Regions from separate parts of the Danio rerio genome. Here region 2 is linked to region 1. The links are chromatin contacts, called in public Micro-C maps. All regions are on one chromosome and are shown on one strand. Each heading gives the region's core, a stretch centred on a gene start, on an enhancer-like site or on the middle of the called end of the contact. The rest is flanking DNA. Distances are from core to core; before and after follow the strand shown.

Region 1 (5,486 bases), core at 1,087-3,586:
CTGGCCACCTTTTCCTGGTAAATGTCTAGGACTCTCTTCAGAGTACTGAGTTTATTTTGGTAAAACGTCTTCATTTTATTAGCTGTTTTATCCTACACACAGACACATAATTAAACTTAAGTTTACATAAAATCACTGCATACTTTCTGATTCAAAATAAGTTTATCACCTGATTAACACGTGATGCAGTGAGAAAGTTCTCCTCCAGTTCTTGAATCATCTCCTGATGTCTGCTCTTCATGGCAATCATATCGTTTGTTATCTGTTGGCATGGTAATATTCACAGCCTTACCAAAATACATAGTATTGAAGCAGTTTCTGCATGTACATACCCAGAATTGTCAAAGAAGTTAACTATTAATGCTTAAAAAAAAATTTATTAAAAAAAAAAAAAACACTTTTGAGACTTTTAAGCCTACAAAATCAGTTATTTTTTGTGTAAAAATGAATCTAACTTCTTAAAATGAAGGTTCAGCCACTGGAGTCACATAACCTGCTACAATGTTTTAAAAAAAAAAACTTTTGCTGCCTAATTTTTTTGTTGTTGAATCAAATAAACCTTTCATGTGATCACTGGCATTAGTCAAACAAATAAGTTTAACTGAAGTATGACAGAAAACAAATATCGATATTTTATAGTGTAGTTGCATAGGATGTAAATGAAAGTGAAATATTGGATTTCAAATGGTTTCAGGATGTCTGATTTTATATATTCATGTCTTTACAGTAAGAATCGTTTTTCTTACTGCTACAGCTTTTTGTTGTCTGTTTCAGCACATTTTTACGGATTTGTCTATATGTTGCATGACGGTGCAAAGTTTCTTTTAGAAAGTCCTTTTAACTTTTAATCAAAGAATGTGTAAGAACATCGCCATGATGGACATTATCGAAGCAGTGAATCAAGTTTAGTTTCTCACAAAAAATAACAGTAAATTTTAGTTAGCTAATTTTATTGTGTTTACACATAGTTAATGACTTATTCCATACAGAAATCTGAAAAAATAGCCATATATGAACATATAGAAATATTAGAGGTAATATATCTGAAGATATACGTACATAGTAATTCCAACGATTGAAAAAAAAATATATGTTTATATTTTGGGCCAATTGGGGCAGACAGAATCTGTGAATATTTTTGGCTATTTCTGTAGAGAATTTAGTAAAAAATCTGTGGATTTATGTGGAATAATTTTGGGAGTATCTTAACTAAAAACTATGACATAAAAAAATGATATATGACATAAAAAATAATACCTTTTTACCTTTTATTTAATGATTACAATGCAAATCCCATTAGAACCACTTATTTGGAAAAACAAAGCAAGTCTCTTATATAATATCTACTGCAAGACCGAAAATATTACTTTACAAACTGTATTGTAAATAAATCATATGAACATTTTTAGTCAATAATATTACTGAAATCAAATTAAAAAACTGAATTAATAAAAATGTACACACATTTACACAAGTAAATAAATAGACTCAACGAGGGGTTAAAAATCTGTGGAATCTGCAGATTTCTGCACGTGCAGATTCTGTGTGGGTCATACATATTTTATATATGAGAAATCTAAACATGAACTGTATATATGCCATATAGGTATGTAATTTGCATATATTACCATAATATCATATTTCTTATGGGATGAGGCCATAAACATGCAACCTCTGGAGCGCATGACATTCAAAATGATATGGTAAATCCAACCACTTTAATGTATGCTTTGGTGTTGATTACTAGGCTAGTAAGCCTTTTTGATGGAGATTAAATATTTGGGAAAATAAAAGTTGATCAGAGAATCAGTATGAATTGTGGCTTTGAGTTGTTTCATAATAGGCCTTGCTCTCAGAAGAACCAAAAAGCACATGACAAGACATTTAACTTCACCCTGAGGCTCCAGGCCAACAGAGGGAGTGACAGACATGTGACTAATGCAGAACACTCCCAAACTCTACTCCAGAGTAAAAAAATATTGCATAAGCATGAGGAGTGATATCTACATACTTGAGTTATGCAAAGCTTGGCGGAGTCATATGGGATAAACATCTTGACATCCACAGGACTCTCATCTACTGGATGTCTTTTGCTTGCACTTATTGAAGATACCTTGGGTACTGTGATGGTAAATAGAATGAAAATGAAACAACTTCTGTTTGTGTTTATAAATCCTGAAACTCTACCAGCAGAACCTACCTTTGCGTTTTGTTTCATGGGGTCGGTCTGTTCCAATCCAGCGCCTGAATGCGTTCCATTTGACTCTACCTTTCCTTAGCCATGAGACCTCACATTTACCTGCACCTTCAAATATTAACACGCAGTTACTGTGACACTTCACTCATCTGGTTCTTTGGGAACCAGGAATTTTTTTTTTCATTTTTTTTTTTTTAATAGCTCTTTTTCTAGATGGTGGAATGAATCGGGTCTTTTTCATACCACTGATGTGTGCTAAACAATAAGAGTGTGTTAGATTTAATATAAGGTTAATTAACTACTTGTAAAAAAAAATCTGCTAAATTAAAAGTTTCCACATTTTGTGTTTTCCTTTTATTTATGGTTGTGCATTATGGGATGTTGATCTCTGCTCTGTTGATTTTTGATGTTGAAAATTTAACTCTACCTTTTAACAAAGAGACTTTTATTGACATTTTAGTAGTTAGAAATAATATAATGCACAAGAAATGATGTATAGAGAAGGAACAGAAAATGTAATGGCAGTTTATTACACTGTTTTGTAGTTTAATATACAACCCCAAATCACTTTTAAACTCTTAAAAATGTTAATAAAAGTCACTTTTTCTATCTTGTGAAGGTCAAAAGTAGTTGGTTGAACGATCAAAGTCCCATAATGCAATTCAAAAGCATAAATAAACAGGAAAAAAAGAAAAACAATATACAGACAACTGCTAATTCACATGAAGTTTAATTATAAAATAATTTTGAGAGGATCATGTGCTTATGATTGATCACGGTTTGTCCCACATTAGCCAATTCATGATACACCGATCAGATGATCACCATAAATAACCTAAGTTCCATATCACAGTCATCTTCATTTTGAAAAATACCCCCTTCCACCCCTACTCCTCCTCCTTTCTGGGTGGAATGGCCTCACAGTAAGAACATCAATGATTCTAGTACCAAGTCAGTCGACATTTCTGTGCGGCGTTTATGTGTTCTCTGCATGCTCATGTGGGTTTCCCCTGGGTCCCCTGGTTTCCTTCCACCATCCCAAAACATGCAAATTAAGTCAATTTGACTAATCCAAATCAGCACCATAGACAAGCTCCTAGTAAGCAGTTATCTATTCATAGCAATCCTTAATTGTTCATTAGCTACAAATAACAGGGGAGTTCTTGAGATCTACCTGAGCTCAAACTCCCCTCTTGCCTTGCAAATGAGAGGGAGCACAGGGCTCAGGGATCTTATGCAGGGCTCTCTTCCGGGACAGCATGCTAAACACACTTTATAATCAATCATCAGCTATTATGAACTCTTGAATTATATTTTTTACACTGTAGGTTGGCCATTTGGGAATTTACCTTTAGTGTACAACCAATTAAACAACACTATTGTTTGTAAACACATTAATTATCCTTTTTAAACATGCTTTAATGATATGATTTTAATATGTTATTTTATTTTACAAATTAATGTTTTTAGTTTTTTAATTTTATTGCATGTTTTTTTATTACATTAAATTTAAGGTGTTAACATTCAATTGAGTGAAAGATTATCACAAAGTAATTACTGTATGAACTTTATTAGGTAAAAAGTTTCATCCTTACTTTTTTATTAATCTTAATATTTGCACAATATCACGGAAAAAAACATTTTATCACTGCTTAAAAAGGACTGTACATGATAAAACACATTTGCTATGTTTAGCTATACATAGGGTTTGTTTAAATACAAAAATCACTTATTGTTTCTTCTTGATCAATCACTTATTGTCCCTTCTCGACATTTTCATTGGCTTAAACATCACGCTGAATCGTTTGTTCCAGTTGTGCTTGCTTAAAAGATACAAAAAAAGAAAAAGAAAACTATGTAAGTAAATTAATAAACACATTTTATAGGTTGAATTTAGTTTAAGTTTAAATGAAGGTTTAAATGAATCAGACTAAGTTTAGATATTGTTGAAACGATCCTGTTCTTTTGATTTTTATCAATTAGGTTTTAGTTTAATGTTATGCAAATATTTGACAGTATTTAGGGCTTAAGCTATGTTTAGATTCTGGGAGGTTACAGGAAAGTTAAACTTACGTCTGTTTTTATCCTGGTCTAGGAGTGTGTTATGAATGTTGCATGGTCTGCGCAGCTGAATCTCTTCTCTCAGGTCAGGAACACTGCCTGGCAGCTCCTCTGATGACACATTGGGATGAGAAAGTACCACACGGGTGGAAACAGCTGGATCATCCTGATATTGAGAAAGGTCAGTGGTCTCCCAGGCACCTATAGTGAAAAAAACACATTTTAATAAAACCATTAAAATACACACACAAAAAAAACTCATTGGATAAACTCAGTTCAACTGAGGGCAGGATGCCCATACAATAAATTTGCTTAGCATAAAAAAAATTAAAAAAAATAAAAAATTTGCTCAATTAAATACAATTGAGTTGGCCAAACACATTCTATCAAATAAAAGTTCAAATACATTTGTATTTTTATTTAAAATAAATTCAAATGTCTTCAATATCATGTCTCCCTGTTATGTGTCTTAAATTTCAAAGTCTCTTATTTTTATTTGAAGTTATCCTAAATGATCTAAAAGAGCCATTTCTAAGCATATTTCACGAGTTATATACTCTGAAGCATGCATGAACACAATGGGATGAGGATTCCTAATATGTGTTTATTTCAGTCAAACATTTAAACATTTACAAATTTCCTCTTTTTTCCTAGTGAAAATGCCTTATGGCCAACAAAATACATCTAAAAGGTTTTAACCAGTTAAAATAATCAAAATTTATCCCCCCAATTTTCATATCAGACAGATCACTTAAAAAAAAAAAACAATCATTTAACGGCTATGATATGCATTACTTTTGCATTATGACTTAAAAAATACAAGTTTAAAAATCTGTATTACATAAGATCAATATACATGTATAAAAGCTCTAATGAATGCAAATTTAATGTAAATTGTAAAGAATGTCATCAGATTGGTTGTTCATTCATTAATTTTTCTTCAATTTAGTCTCTATTTCAGATGTTGCCGCAGTGCTGTGGGGGAAACCAGAGCACCCAGAGGAAACCCACATGAACACAGAAAGAACATGCAAACTTCACACAGAAATGCCAACCACAGAGCCACCGTGCCCCCCATCAGAGCTGCTTGTATTTTTTTTATTAATCTTCTCCTGTAGTAACTTTGATAAAGTTTTTGTTCTAAAATTACGGAACAACAGAGCATTTAAAAAGACTGAGAGTACTATAGAACATTGATATACACTAAGAGTACTACAGGTAGAAATAC
Region 2 (5,486 bases), core at 2,048-4,547, 120 kb before region 1:
AAATATAAACATCATTTGATGTCGTTATTGGATATCAAAATAACGTTATCCTTAGATGCGGCTAGATATTGAATTGTGGTCACCTGACATCACAACCTAAATCGAACCTAATATTAATGTCATATGACGTTGTGTGCCTGATGGACTATAACTAAATGCACTACAGAATGTTACGTTTACACTCATCCACAAATTACATGTAAAAGCATCAGCTTTTAACAGCGTAATACTCACTACTCTTGAAAGGGCTACTTTTTACTCATACTTTGAGTAATATTTACAACAGATACTTTTACTCTACTTACACTACAAGTTAATGGTACTTTTACTTAAGTATGATTTTTCAGTACTCATTCCACCACTGCATGTGACAGTCACAAAGCGTCGGTGCAGCATCAATCCGGACAAAATTTCTAACCAATATGCACCGCTTGCACCGATTTTGATCGATCTGTGCAGCGCTGCATGAAGTCGAACGCGCCTAAAATCTGACAATAGATGGACTTTAAATACACATTTAGCTATAAATAAGAAGTCAAACTAAAACTAAAAGAAGTAAATCTGAAACAATTTTAAAATCATCTTTTCTGATTATTTTGTTATTTTTTACATATTACATTCGGTCCCATAATTAATAAGAGACTTGGGAATATTTGAACTTCATTCATCCGTTCATTTTCCTTCTGGTTAGATCCTTTATCAAAGATCGCCACCGCGAAATAAACCACCAACTAATCCAGCATATGTTTTACACAGTGGATGCCCTTCCAGCATCAACAAAGTACTGGGAAACAACCATACGCGCGCGCGCGCGCACACACACACACACACACACACACACACACACACACACGCACACACACACACACGCGCTATGGACAATTTAGTTTATTTAATTCACCTACCGCATGTCTTTGGACTGAGGGAAACGGAAGCACCCGGAGGAAACCCACGCCAACATGAGGAAAACATGCAAACTCCACACAGAAATGCCAACTAACCCAGCCATATTTTAACTTTGAAAAAGTCTGTTTTTACAGGCTTTAACTGTTTATCAAAATAAAAATAAATAAATATTTACAGAGTCTTTGGTAAAATGTATTTCTATGTGATTTGTTTAGTTGAAGAGGTAATAATTAGTTTCTAACCACGTGGAGGCGCTAGATACTGTTTTATACTGAACAACTCTGACTTCCGTCTACTGGCTTACAGTGATGATGTCTCGTTTACATGAATCACACTAATGATTTAGACACAAAACCATAAAATCTGAATCGATTTAGTGAGTGTGAGTCATATTTGACTCATTTTGTCCCAATGTTCTCATATCTGACACATTATCAATTAAAATGTCTCTAAGCGTGATGGTACTTTTTATATAATTTACTGCTAGTGTGTTGTTTTGTTTCTTAATGATTTGGAACAGTTACAGCATTATTTATAACATGTTGTATCTGTGTCATTTAAAGTTTGTAGCACCACATTGCCAGCATTCTCGTTCTGAGCTCTTTGTCTGTCTGGCTGGTCGGTCTTTTGTGTTTGGAAATGAATATCTGAACACACTGCTTAGTAAACAAATTATGCTGTCATAACAGGCAAACCTCAGACAGAATTCCCGAGCCTTCAACATTTTAGGTGTTTCTTTACAGAAAACATGTTTACTGCTTCTCAGAACAGAATGTACCCTATGAGGGACAGTTTTAGGACATTATTATGCTTTACAAAGAGATTCGAAGCAATAACAGAACATGGACATGTAAATAATATGATGATACCTTGTTAGTGTTCTTCATAATTTCATAGAGAGAGATTTATGGTTAAGCATATTTCATAGGTCAAAGTTTAATTCACTGATTTTCCTTCAGCTTAGTTCCTTTATTTATCAGGGGTCGCCACAGCAGAGTGAACCGCCAACTTATCCAGCATATGTTTTACACAATGGATTCCAGCTGCAACACATTACTGGGAAACACCTATACACTAACATTCACACACACACACACACACGTCTTTGGACTGTCAGGAAAACCTGAGAACCCAGAGGAAAACCATGCGAACATGGGGAGAACATGCAAACTCCAAAAAGAAATACCAACTGTACCAGCCGGGACTAGAAACAGCGACCTTCTTGCTGTGAGGCGACAGTGCTAACCACTGAGCCACCATGCTGTCCTCAAAGTTGAATGAAAAACAAAAACAAACAAATAGAAAAGTGATTGTTAGTGTTGATATATTAATGTAAAAGCAATACAAATAATATTTAAAAATACGATCTTAAATACTGCCATTTCATTGGCTGTTTCACTTGACATATTGACACGATCAAATGTCATACTTATTGTAAAGATTTTTGGCACCAATGCCCTTCCATACAAATCTTCATTCAGTAATTTTCCTTTGGCTCAGTCCCTTTATTCATCCGGGGTCACCACAGCAGAAGGAACCGCCAACTTTTCCAGCATATGTTTTACACAGTGGATGCCCTTTCAGCTGCAACCCAGTACTGGGAAACATCTATACACACTCATATACACACATACATTACAGCCAATTTTGTTATTTACCACATGTCTTTGGACCGCGAGGGAAACCAGAGCAACTGGAGGAAACCCAATACGAGGGGAGAACATACAAACTCCACACGGGAATGCCAACTGACCCAGCCAGAACTCGAACCAGTGAGCTTCTTGCTGTGAGATGACAGTGCTAACCACTGAGGCATCTTCAAAGTTTAATGAAAAAAAAATGAAAAAAAGAAGAGTGAGTGTTAGCATTGATATATCAAAGTAAAGCAATAACATTAAAATACGATCTTAAATACAAATACTGCAATTCTGTTGGCTGCTTCGCTTGACATCGCTTAACGTGATCAAATGTCTTATTGTAATGATTTTGGCACCAATACCCTTCCATATAAATCTTAACTATATTATATTCTCACTATGACAAACAACAACAGACTATAAATCACAATTAGGTTATTTTAATTTGCAGTGTTGTTCCTCAGTGTTATTCGCAGTGATTCTGTTTTACAGCAGTAAATATGTGGTATATGTGGTAAATAAAATGCAGCTTTCTGCGACAAGCGAAACTCTCTGTTTTTTTACCCCTAGCCCAAGGGCTTGAAATACAGACATCCAGCAAACAGCATTAAGTGCAGCTGTCAGAGAGCAGGCAGACGGAGAGAGTGTATAAACACGGGAGAGAGGAAGACAAAGAGGCTCACAGTAGGGAGAGAGAATGAGACTGAGCGAGAGGAACAGAACAGGCATGAGTGAAGCACATGTGAGGGGGCGGGGCTTAGCACACAGACGCGGCGGCAGCATGTGAATGAGGCAGGTCTGTGTGTGTGTGTCATAGGCTGTGACGTCATAAAACCCACACAAGCCCCGCCCACTTCCTGCCGTCAGAAGTGCTGAATCAGTCAGAGCTGGATCAGTCTGGCTGGGAGTTTCCTGGTTTAGACCACAGGAGTATGGCAAGCCGCGTTGACGATTTCATTCCCTGAATATGAAATTGTGACGTCAACAATTCAGTTTCTTAATCATCTTGATATATAGAACTGAAGTAGTACTTGTAAGAGTGACTGTTTCGATATCAGGAATTACATTTCCTCTAGTTAAAATATAAAAACAACGATGCCATCGTCAACAGAAACAAAATTTTTGATATCAAAGCTTAACCAGCGGAGGAAATAATAAGGTATACGCTTAAAGACTTTTAATTTTCAAAAAGCCAGCTCAAACACTGGTGAACATACACCAGGCCATAGCCAACCTGGTGAAAGGGGTCATTTTTTTTTCTCAAAAAGTGGACCTTTCTGCAGTTATTCACCTCATTTTCTATTAAATTGTGAAATGTAAGTACTACATTTTAAGCACTATTTTAGCTGGATTAGCTTGTGGGATGGCCATGAAAACCACACTTTTTAATGTAGCTAGCTACCAAAGATATTTCCTAAAGATTTAGATTAAACAATAATAGGCAAAATACCATTTAAATTCGATTTAATATGGTGCTTTAACCACCATTAGGTTCCAAGATTTTGAATAAAAGTTACTTGTAAAATTTTTCCTCCATTTAAAAACAACACAGTAGAGAAAGATGACTTCACTTATGCAGATTGTATGTTTTCTTGCAGCTGGTTGTTGGAAATAATTGTTTGCATTGGCCAAAACTGATTAGCCACAATGAAGCGACAGCCAACAGAGGATTCCGTTTGGTCTTAATGATTTTTTCTATGGGTTATTTTCACTATATATGATGCCATAAAAGTGAAAATAGGACAAATGAGTATGTATAGGGGTGACGCAGTGGCGCAGAAGGTAATGCTGTCGCCTCACAGCAAGAAGGTCGCTGGTTCGAGCCTCAGCTGTGTCAGTTGGCGTTTCTGTGTGGAGTTTGCATGTTCTCCCTGCGTTTGCGTGGGTTTCCTCTGGGCGCTCTGGTTTCCCCCACAGTCCAAAGACATGTGGTACAGGTGAATTGGGTAGGCTAAATTGTCCTTAGTGTATGAGTGTAAATGAGTGTGTATGGATGTTTCCCAGAGATGGGTTGCAGGTGTAAGGGCATCCGCTGCGTGAAACCATGTGCTGGATAAGTTGGCGGTTCATTTAGCTGTGGCGACCTCGGAATAACAAAGGGACTAAGGCGAAAAGAAAATGAATGAATGAATATGTTAAGGACAAATTTTTGGCCTTTGTCAGTGAAAGGTGGTGTTCCGAACCACCTGAAACCCCCTGGCTACAGGCCTGTACACTATTGTAGTTTTACAATCAGGTTTCTTTAAAAATCAATAATCTTCACTGCCTGATTGATATATGATATAAAGTAGATCTCAGACCGGACAAGAAGCACTGCATGAAATTCATATGTTCCATGTCTTGTCTTTAAAATATGGAAATTATTTAACCACAGCATTTTTTTATTTTATGCCGCGCTACATTTGTGGATGTGGAATTGCCCTCAGAATAACAACCTGAGACACAATTTCAAATAACTTGTTCATTAACAATGTCTTCAAAAGTTTGGTGGTAGCGCAGTACGTTGTGCTGTCGCCAAAGTCCTAAATTGGCTGAAATATTGATTTCTAAGTCTTAAATAATTTCAAATGATTTCAATCTTAATTTTCCAATGTCCATGTAAAGCTCCCCAATCAAGCCAACACCCATGCAGTCACCAACAACACATCTCAATAAAACTCTGAACAAAACTCTATTTAACAATATGGTTCCTCACAATAACATTTGTAAGTTCTCCATGTATTTGTGGACCATATGTGGTGAGGACACTGACCTGGAAAGACTGTTGTACATTTAGGTTATTATAGTTTTTAAAGCTTGTCAAAGAAAAGTATGTTTGGTTTGCTTGTTTTGACACATTATTTAAGTAGTTTGAATGTCTTAAAATGTATGTTTATTATGAGAACAGTGTAAACAACACAGCTTTTTTATACACTCAGACTTGTTTCCAGGCAGACTGGTTAA

What was found. Hi-C and Micro-C count contacts between places; a contact is called where the count stands out from the background.
Region 2: a contact with region 1 is called in a Micro-C map of caudal fin, with 3 times the contacts expected there. The contact joins the enhancer-like site here to the promoter of LOC110439812 in region 1. A contact is called at or near these places in 3 of 18 Hi-C or Micro-C datasets (caudal fin and embryo).

The regions. Positions count from the first base shown.
Region 1 is chr5:26,200,409-26,205,894 of GRCz12tu, reverse strand. LOC110439812 reads right to left here and starts at 2,336. Exons shown (of 20, transcript XM_073952170.1): 1 at 2,201-2,336; 2 at 2,012-2,121; 3 at 170-262; 4 at 1-92. The coding sequence starts at 2,053. It overlaps kifl (kinesin family-like), which reads right to left. Exons shown (of 4, transcript NM_001423205.1): 3 at 4,271-4,459; 4 at 3,815-4,020. The coding sequence ends at 3,989.
Region 2 is chr5:26,325,967-26,331,452 of GRCz12tu, reverse strand. No RefSeq gene overlaps it. Among named protein-coding and RNA genes, the nearest start is that of gda, 18 kb to the left of the region's middle. Within about 2 kb of position 3,297, at least 57 of the 62 cell types and tissues checked have an H3K27ac peak or open chromatin away from gene starts, as enhancers often do. A contact at or near this core is called in caudal fin, where this site is marked.